Regions from separate parts of the Mus musculus genome. Here region 2 is linked to region 1. A link is a contact called in public Hi-C data. All regions are on one chromosome and are shown on one strand. The core of a region is the stretch at or near the end of the contact, and the rest is flanking DNA. Distances in the headings are between cores, read along the strand shown.

Evidence for each region. A called contact is a pair of places that touch in the nucleus more often than the background predicts.
Region 2: a Hi-C map of nephron progenitors shows a contact between it and region 1, with 2.0 times the contacts expected there. A contact is called at or near these places in 11 of 39 promoter capture datasets (3T3-L1-derived adipocytes, the C10 cell line, the HPC-7 cell line and 8 more), 3 of 484 Hi-C or Micro-C datasets (bone marrow-derived macrophages, nephron progenitors and regulatory T cells), 6 of 130 datasets of targeted methods (CD8 T cells, the NIH/3T3 cell line, Th2 cells and 2 more) and 3 of 9 other capture datasets (adipose tissue, liver and pancreatic islet).

The regions. Positions count from the first base shown.
Region 1 is chr19:10,767,050-10,772,157 of GRCm38.p6, reverse strand. The region is part of intron 1 of A430093F15Rik (RIKEN cDNA A430093F15 gene); the gene reads right to left. Among named protein-coding and RNA genes, the nearest start is that of A430093F15Rik, 29 kb to the right of the region's middle.
Region 2 is chr19:10,839,595-10,844,702 of GRCm38.p6, reverse strand. It overlaps Slc15a3 (solute carrier family 15, member 3), which reads right to left and starts at 2,159. Exons shown (of 8, transcript NM_023044.2): 1 at 1,125-2,159. The coding sequence starts at 1,682.

The DNA.
Region 1 (5,108 bases), core at 1,243-3,742:
GTTTCGTGTGACGCAGGCTGACCTGGAACACACTATGTAACGGAGGAGAACCTTGTACTTCTGATCAGCCTCCACCTCTGGTGTACAGGGATGACAGGTATGCACCACCACGCTTAGCTTAAGTGATGTTAGGGACAGAATCCAGGTCTCTGTGTACTCAAGGCAAGTACTTTACTTACAGACTACATCCCAGCCTCTCAGCCTGTTATTCTGAACGGCAGTTTTGTCTGAGTGGCTTTTTGTTTGTTCCCTTTCTTGAAGATACTTTCTAAGTGACACATTAGTCTTTATCCAAGAGATAATAAGCCTGCCGCAAGCGTTTTAAACCCATACTTTTATTCTAAATTGAGTCCTTTCAGTTAGTGCATTTAAAGCGAGAAGTGTAATCATGTTTTTTTTTTCTGTTTTAAATATAATATACAGTGGAAGCACCTCAGATATGCCCCCCTCCCCATCATGTGTGTACCCATGAGGACAGCTTTGAGCTGAAAACAACAGGCTCCCTACTCTCCCCTCTTCTGTCTTACAGCAGGGTGCAAACTTACCTTCATACAAGTGATACAGAATTCTGTCTGGAAAGATGTCCCTGCTCCCATAGGGAGAGAAGGGGACTCTGCATCTTTGGGAACTGACAATGTCAATCAATGTACAAGGCTCCAACTGGAATCTGCAGGGCACACTCCTCTTCCCACATCTTTCCCACCATCAGCTACCCCTAGAGCCATTCTGTCAACTCCCTTCTCCATAGTTACTGTCCTGTGTGTTCTCTAAGCCCCCAGATCTCTATGTCTTCCCATGAAGTCCCCACATATGAGAGGCATCATTTTTCTGATATTAGTCTTTCTCTCTGCCTGACTCTTGATCCCTGGCTGCTGAGTCTAAAAAGGTAGAGAGTTGGGGGAGAAAGGTGGTTTTTTTCCCCCAAACAAAACAAAAGCCCTCCCTCCCCTGCATAGTCCTGAGTTGCCATCTTAGAAAATGGATAAACATTTGAACAAAACAATATAAATTACCTTTAAGCGACCTCTCTACTTTTGAGGCCAGAAATGCCCTAGTTCAGCATTGTTTGTTCTAATTCCCCACTCTGCATGTTGGAAAGCAAAGTTATGTTCACAGAACAGTGTGATGAGTAGGGAAACTGAGTCATGGAAGCCAGATGGCTACTTCACCTCTGGGTCACATGACCTTGGGTGCATGACCTTGGTGTGACACTTAACTTTTCTCAGCCTTGCTTCCTTACCTTTAAGATAGAGGTGGGGGAAGAGTTTGCTCCACAAGACTCTGCAAAGTCTCTATAAAGTCGATACTGAATGAGCTGGAGATGTGGCCCAGCTGGTGGTGTGTTTGTCTAGCAGGCTGGAGGCCCTGGGTTCTATCAGCATCACAAAGTGCAGATGTGGTGTAACATGACAGCAGGTAAGCTCAGAAGTCTGAGGTTACCCTCAGCTACATATAGAATTTGGGGCCAGCCTGGGCTACATGAGACCCTGCTTCACACAAATAAACAAAAGGCACAAGAAGGGCTGAGGACAGCATCAAGCCATGGTTGGCATCCAATAAACAGAAATAGAAACTTTCATTTTCCTAAGTAAATCTTGGTAGCCACCATTTTATGAATTAAAATTCTATTTGTATATTACATATTTAAGATTTTACAGGCTAAGAATACAGATCTGTAAGTTACAAGCTGAAACACATGATGTAATCAGGCTCCAGTGAACAATTCCAAACCCATGGTCACACGCGCAGCCCTAGTTAAACTCAGCAAGGCACAAACCCAAACAAAAAGATAAAAATTCAGGAAGGGGAATTTTAGGGAGGAGGGGGTCTTGACAGGGATGTGGGAGAGCTAAGAGATGGTGGGGTGAGTGGAATAAGAATACATCATACACATGTGTGAAATGGTCAAAAAATGATGAGACTTATTTTTTAAATGAATAAAACAGGACATAGCTGTGGTTACTATCTCATTCTCCACACCAAGCCGACTAGTGGAATGTCACAGCCCCCGCTTGGTAGGTATTCCCATTAAGCAGACTCATTTATTTTTAGCAGAACCAATTGCTCTTCTCAATGTCATAAAAGCACAGCCAGAACACGAGAGTCATTAGATCCCCTTCTCTAGGTCCTCAAAAGCTATTTCCAATGCGGCTCCACTCAGCTTCATTAGCGAGACTGTAAAGTGTCTTCCTGAGCATTTGGGCATTTGATTTATGAACACCAGCTAAAATGAAGGCTTCGCTTCCAGAGGGAATCAAACAGTGAGTGTCTCTTCTCCAAGGGCTTGAAAAGAATTATTTTCTTCTGGGCCCCGTGGGCACTGCTAGCGACCACTTCCAGGGGCCTCAAAAGGAATCAGAGAAATAGGGGGATTTTATGCCTCACAGGTCACAGGGAAATCACATTCCAGGACACTGCTATAGCTGACAAGACCTAGAACACACTCATGGGAAAGTACAGACACCAAGCTTCAGTGGAGTGAAGGACCAGGGTCCCATAGATAAGTGACAGAGCTGGGATGCCAGCAGATGCAGCCAACCCCATCTAATGTCCTCCCCAACCCCAAGGATCCCAAGGATGGATGAGCATCCGAAATCCTAGACACTCGTTCTGAGGAAGGAAGCACGCAGGTCAAAGGCACAGTCACATTGCCTTAACGTTCTTATTCCCATCTGTTCCTGTGGCTAATGCAGGGGAGAGCCTAGGCAGGACTCTGTCCTTGATCCCCACCTCATCTTCCCATCACAAGCTTTCTAAACATCATTGGGAGATGGCGATCCTTGTCTTTGCCATCAACTTCCGTCCACATAAGTACAGGGAGCAGGGTGGTGCACCCTCACAGGCCCCAAGCCATGACCCGAGCCCCTGAGGGCCAAGGACATAGGTGTTGCAGATATGGAAGGGGGATGTCCCAGGAACCACACTACTAACACAGAGCACTCTGAACAGCACATGCTTGCTGACACTGTGGAAAGGGAAGCAGAGAGCAGAAAGTTCAGACTCTGGGCCCCATTGCGGCTCACTTCTGTCTTGTTCTTCACCCCAGGAGCTGTTTTAATTAACACTCAAGATAGTAGAGTTCTGGAACTCCTAGCTCTTTCCTGGAGGAGCCAGGTCAAGTCCAAACCGACCCTCATTATCTTCCTTCCCACCAAAGAAAATTACCTTGCCTCTTGGGAGAGAGCAAACCACTATTCGATTTAAATTGATTTCCACAGTTGGCTGGCTGGCTGGCAGCAGTCCCCAGGCAGACAAGTTGGAGAGATGAGAGCAGACTCCCACAGACAAATGAGAAAGCATCTGAGTGGATTGTTACTGGGAGGGGATGGGGGTAGGGGTGGGATGGGGCCTTTAAGGAGACCATGGAGTGGGCTTGAAAAGGAGCAAGGACACCTCAAGTCAGGTCAAAGGACTTTCAGGTGTAAAATGGAGCAGACAAAATCCTCAGCCAAAGAACCCTCTGGGCAAAATAAAAATACCCAAATGTGCATTGACTAGGGAGTGGACAAAATGTGAGGCATGTGATATGAAAGCTCTGAGCATTCCAGGCAGGCAGTGCACGCTGGTAATCATCCCAGCACTTCAGAGGTAGCAGCAGGAGGAGCTCCATAAAGAGTTCTTGGTGGCCTGAGCTATATGAGACTATATGACCATATATATATTCATTCATATATATATACTTATATGAATACATGAAGAAGCAAGGGGAGATGAGGTAAGAGGAGGGATTGGGGGGTGCATGAGGTGAGGGAGAGAAGGGGAGAGGAGAGGAGAGGAGAGGAGAGGAGAGGAGAGGAGAGGAGAGGAGAGAAGAGAAGAGAAGAGAAGAGAAGAGAAGAGAAGAGAAGAGAAGAGAAGAGAAGAGAAGAGAAGAGAAGAGAAGAGAAGAGAAGAGGCTGGTACCACAAGGACAGAACAGCAAGCATGGCCTCCGGGACATTACATGGAGTACAGAGAGCAAAGCACAGAGGAGCCCAGGACACAGTGATGCATGTGAAACATCCCTCTACAAAGAGCTGTAGCCATACAAGGTGAAACAGAAGTCACTTAGCAAAGCCACACAGGACAGGAGGGTGACTGACTCCAAGTAAGCCATACAAGTGTCAAGAAATTGGGTTGTACTGATGGGTTATGTAGTAGTTGAAAATTTGCTAAAAACAAAACAACAACAAAACCCCACTCGATGGTCCAAGTGGATCGTATTAAATGCAAGGTACCTGGGTAGAGCTGTTTTCCACCGTGCACAGAACAGGCGTTGCAATGAAGGGTTCAGAGCTGCACGAGAAAGGGTTCTGAGGCTCAAGCTGCCCCTGCTCCCGGAGCCAAGCTGGCTTCATTTTGCACTAGGCTACAGCACAGCGGGAGCTCTGCCACACTGCCAGACCCAGAATCCACCCTGGGCTGTAGCACTTGCTCAGCCAGCATGGAGAGTAAGTGACTTCTGCCTCTGGGACCCACAGCCGGCGACACTATAGTGTAGACGGCATCAACCTCACTCTGTGGCTGAGATGAAGATGAAATGAGTGACAGCTTGAGCGCTGGCCTTGCCCATGGCCATGAGCTCTGCACACTACAGCCTCTGTTACAGTTCCATCCCTGCAGCTCAGAACTGGCTGGCTGTCCAGGAGTATGTCCCATTCAGTGGGCTGTGTTCTGCAGCCCCTTGAGCCTCAAACCAGACTTGGACATTTGTCCTGAACCTCGTCACATTCACCACCCAGGCCCAAGCTGGCTCTGCCCAAGGCTGGCTCTGCTCAATATGACTGCTTCTATCTTAAGCATCACCCATGATGTGAGGTTAGCCTTCAAGCCCCAGGTGGGTCCCAGACTGTACAAGGGTAGGTAAGGAAGGACCCCGGGTCAGAAAGAAACCATGAGTGTAGCAATGCAGAGCCCTACCTGTCTAACACAAAGAAACAGAAGACTATTTGTGCCTCAGGCCAAGGAAACTAGTGCTCAGACATGCAGCAACTTTTCCTTGGTGACGCAGCTCTAAATATAATAAAGCAGGAATCAAACCCCAGCTATTTCTGCAAAGGCCAAATATCAGGCCCCAAAGGAGAAGGTAGGGTCGAAAGGGAGAGCAAAGGAAGTTCTGATTCTACACA
Region 2 (5,108 bases), core at 910-3,409, 73 kb before region 1:
TTCTATGGACACCTCATCTTTCCCATGGCTGTCTATTTGTGTTTCTGCATTCCACCTGTGATTATTCACACCGTGTGTGGTTGTTTTAATAATATCCCTTCCTAGTGTTTATTATCAACAATCCCACTTGTGCACAGCTACCCAAACGGAGCCATGCTGGCAAGACTTTGTCAGTCATTTACCCACTGCCTCTGCTGTTTCTGGGTGAGAAAAGGCTGGCTGGCTCCTGCACCTGCACCCAAGTCCCAGTGACACACTCAGACAGGGCTCAAGCCAGGACCTGAGACTCAGCTGCTTCACCGTCCCTCGGGACCTGCTCTCTGTCATCTGAGATAAGTTGAGGGGCTACAACACTACTCACCTGGGGGATAGTTAAGAGGACCACATTAAAACATGGAAAGGGGGCTGGTGAGATGGCTCAGTGGGTAAGAGCACCCGACTGCTCTTCCGAAGGTCCAGAGTTCAAATCCCAGCAACCACATGGTGGCTCACAACCATCTGTAACAAGATCTGATGTCCTCTTCTGGAGTGTCTGAAGACAGCTGCAGTGTACTTACATATAATAAATAAATAAATAAATCTTTAAAAAAAAAAAAAACATGGAAAGGAACTAGGCATGGTGGCTCGCATTTGAAATCCTAGCACCTAGGAGTCTGAGTCAGGGGCATAGCCACAAATGCAAGGCCAACCTGGGCTCCTTAATGAATTCTAGACTGATCTGGGTTACAGAGGTGTAGGTTAAAACAAGAAAGACAGACACACACACACACACATCACTGGGGCAGACATGGTAGCTAGCACCATGGGAGGTTCAGGAGTCCATAGCTCTCCACAGGCACAAATCAAGTTGGAGGCCAGCCTAGAAAATTGGGACTCTGTCTTAAAGAATAAAAGGCAATAGGCATGGGGCATGGGGCATGGCTCAGAGGGCCATGGGAGCTGTGGCTAGTCCTCCTGAGTCCTCCTGACTCTTTCTAGAGCAAGCAGCCCATCTGTTTTCATATAAGGAAACTGATGTTGAGAGGGGAAGTAGTTTGCCTGAAGTCCCTCTGGAGGCTAGAACCTCCATCTCAGGATTTCCAGTCCCCCTTGGCCTCCGTGGCACAATGCCTCTGACCACTCACCTGGTCAGCCCCGAACGAGGTGAGGGTGCTCCTGACGGAGCTGGCAGCCAGGGCCAGGAGCAGCAACACCAAGTAGAGGGTGGTCGCGCAGTAGGGGCTGGACCAGGAGCCTTGGCAGCTTGAGGATGGGCAGGCAGGTTCCAGTGGCAACTCGGGCATCTCTCCACAGAAGGATCTGCGGCCATCATTGGTGATGGTGGTGAGCAACAAGCCAGAGGCAGCCAGATAGAGCAGCAGGCTGAGCGAGATAGTGAGGAAGCGTCCCAGGTACACGTCTGCCAGCCAGCCCCCCACTGGAGCCAGCAGGTAGGAGGCGCCTAGGAAGAGGAGTGTGGCCCGTGATGCCTGTTGGCCGTCCCAATTGAAGTTCAAGCTGTTGAGGTAGAGCACGAGGTTGGAGGTGACACCAAAGAAGGCAGCGCGTTCCAGCATCTGCACTAGCAGCACCGCAGCAGCAGCTGTCCGTCTCCACCGTCGTGGTCCCCGCGGGCCTCGGGCCACCAGCGGTTGTCGCTCTCCGGACCTGCTTGGTTGCTCTTCCGCGCGAGGGGCAGACATCCTGGCCTTCCTGTCTCCGTGACCCAGACTCTCTCCTCTGTCCTCCCCTCCTCTCCCCTAACCCTGATCGCCCTCTTTTCTCACCCCGTGTCGTTCTCTCTCTCTTTTTCCCTCAGGTCCCTCTCCTTGCTACCTAGTTTCTATCTCCACTTGAACTCTCCACTCACTCCTTCCCCTCCCAGTTCTTCTTGTTCATCTCCCCTGTGCTTCTATCAAATCGTCTCCTTTCCTTCCTCTGCTCTGGCCTAGTCTACCCCCCCCCCCCCAACCCTACCCCATCATCCTGCTTGCTCCACTACCTTATCCTCCCGGCCCCCCTTTCCTCTAGTGTCCCCGGTTAACTGCCTTTTCTAATTGTCCCCTTCTCTTATGATACCTGGGCCTCAATGTCTCCCCTGGCCCGGCCACCTCCTCTACACACTCCTTTTTGCTTGACTGCTTCTCTTCCTTCCTTAGTCCCCTCTGGCTCTTCCTCTCAGCTTAGCCTCTGTCCCTTTTTCTGCTTCTTAAGAAACCCTGGGCTTCCCCTTTTTACTGGCCCTGTGGCTGCCTACGTCACCCGGTATTTAGGAGAAATGAAAGTCTGTGGGTCACAGGGTCCCTTCTCATCCAGCTTTCTAAAAATCTCCCTTCTCCTGGACTGTTGCCTGCCCTCTTAGCCCGTCTGCAGGCTTTCCGGGGGCCAGGAAGGGAGCCTTCCTTTCAGTTTCACTCCAACCCATTTCCCTTTCCACCCTAAAGCATCCTTCTCCGCTCGAGTTTGATCGTCTCCGTAGCTGGGGACTTTGGATGAGGCAGGCAGACACTGAGAGGCATCTTCTGCCCAGGGAGCCACGTGTGGAGGAGTTTCAGGCTCCTTCAGCACTAACATGGGGTGGTGACGCTGAGACCAGTCCATTGGATCTGTGAAGGCCACATGGAGCATTTGGTAGGCCCAGGTGTCCCTTCACAGATGCAGAGACAAAGCCCAGTAGGGGTGGGGAAAGGAGGTGAGAAGTGACTGGATCCTGGTATCTGAGCCTCAGGGCCCACAACAGCCTATGTCAAAAGAAGTGCTGACATGAACGTTGCATTGCAAAAGCAGTAGAGGGGAAGGAAGTGGCGCCATATGGGAGCCACAAGATTGACAGGGGCACTGACCTCAGACTAAATCACAGCCACCCCTTACTCAGATCCCCTGGTGCCCTACAGGAAAATAAAGAAGAGTCAGCCACTTCTTGACCTAAATGTTTAAAGGGCGCTGACCTCATCGCAACCCACTTAGTGTGGTCTGCTGATCTTTCTGCTCGCCTCCCAGGCTGGCTCAGTGACTTGCTCTGCTGTCTCTTGTCCAGACAGGCTCTTCCTCAAGCCCTTCGTGAGGCTACTTTCTCTTTATTTAGGTGGAAAGATCTCTCTCCCAGGGGCCTTCCCAGATGCTCTGAGGTTAGCAACTGCCCAGTTGGATTTTCACCATCACACGCAGCAGGTCACACTATCTCAGCTCAACCTTGGTGGCTTAGTTACTGTTTTATGCTCTACCCCATGGTGGGAAAGGGCTCACTATTGAGGCAGGCACATTTGAGAACATTCCTAGTACTTCCCAGTGCTTAGCAATGGCAGCCATTCATTAAATATTGGTTGAATAAATGACAGAGAATGAGAGTGGTTTAAGCAGCAGCAAGAACAACATCAGAAAGCTAAAAACTAAAATAAACACCTTTGCTAAAAAGCCAGAGTCACCATCAAACACATGGGTTTTAAACGTGTATGTGTAATTTTTATTATTTTATTTGCATATATATTTATTTTTTATTTTTATTTTATGTGTATTAGTGTTTTGCCTGCATGTATGTCTGTGTGAGGGTTGCAGATCCCCTGGAACTGGAGTTACAGATAGCTGTGAACTGTCATATGGCTGCTGGGAATTGAACTGAATTCTTTGGAAGATCAGTCAGTGCTCTTAACTCTCAACTCTCCGTTTGCTTGTTTTTTTTAAAAAAATATTTGTTTGTTTGTTTGTTTGTTTAATGTATGTGAGTACACTGTAGCTGTACAGATGGTTGTGAGCCACCATGTGGTTACTGGGAGTTGAACTCAGGACCTTTGCTAGCTCCTGTCCACTCACTCCAGCGAGGCTCACTCTGGCCCTGTTTGTTTGGTTTTTGAGGCAAGGTCTTAATGTAGGCCAGGTTGGCTTGTAACTCACACGATGTAGCCAAGGATGATCTTGCACGTCTGATCTTTCCATTTCCACCTCTAGAGTACTAGGACTATAGGTGTGTGTCACCATGCCCAATATATGTGGTGCTGGTCATTAAACTCTGGACCTTGGGCATGCTAGGCCTCCACTCTACAAATTGAGCTACACGCCAAGCCTGTTTTTTATTCATTCTTTTATTTTTAAAGATGCATTTATTTCTGTTTTATGTGTGTGAATGTTTTACACGTAAGTATGTATGTATATATATGTATACCACATGAGTGCCTGGTCCTCTCTGGGGTCTGAAGAGGGCATCAGATCCACTGGAATTAGAGTAAGAGACAGTTGTGAGCTATCATGTGGCTGCTGGAAACCAAACCAAACCTTTTCTCTAGCAAAGCAGCCAGGACTTTAAATTTCAGAACCATCTCTCCAGCCCTTTCATCCCAGTTTTTAACATTTTATATCAGGGAAGAAGAAGCCCAGCTGTGACAGAGAAAAAGAATCCACGGGGGCATATGGTTCACTGTAGAGAGGGATAATATAATCTGACTAAGATAGACAGAGAGGCAAGGCCAGGAATGGAGGCACATACTTCTAACCCCAGAATTCAGGAGGCAGAGACAGAGGCAGGTAGATCTCTATGCGCTCAGAACCAACTTGGCTACATAGCAAGAGTAAAGAAAAAAGAAAGAAAGAAACAAAGAAAGAAAGAAACAAAGAAAGAAAGAAACAAAGAAAGAGAGAAACAAAGAAAGAAAGAAACAAAGAAAGAAAGAAACAAAGAAAGAAACAAAAAGGCAGAGACAGGGACAGAAGAGGCCGTTCCCAACAACTCACCTCTTCTCTTGGAGGATGTTTCAGGATCCTCTGACACTAAGACGTGGCAATGAAGCTCAGGTCACATAAGACCCAGCTCCTTCCTTCATTAGCCATGGAGGTAGGCAGAGATGACAAATGCTGATCCAGAAGACAAAGTGATATCACTCACTTGATGCCAGTCATCTTCAGGGATCCAGGAAGAGGGCGTTTTCTCTTCTGCAGACAAATTAAACAGTGGTGCTGGGCATGATGGTGCACCCCTGCAACTCCAGCTCTCACCAGCCTGAGGCGTGAAGGTCCCCAGTTCCTGCGGTATAAAGGGAAGGGAAGGGAGTGAACACGCCCACTCTTAAGGGGTTGGGTGCAAGTTCTTGACTGTTGCCACAGGAGACAAGCTTCAGAGACTAGGTTTTACTCCCTTG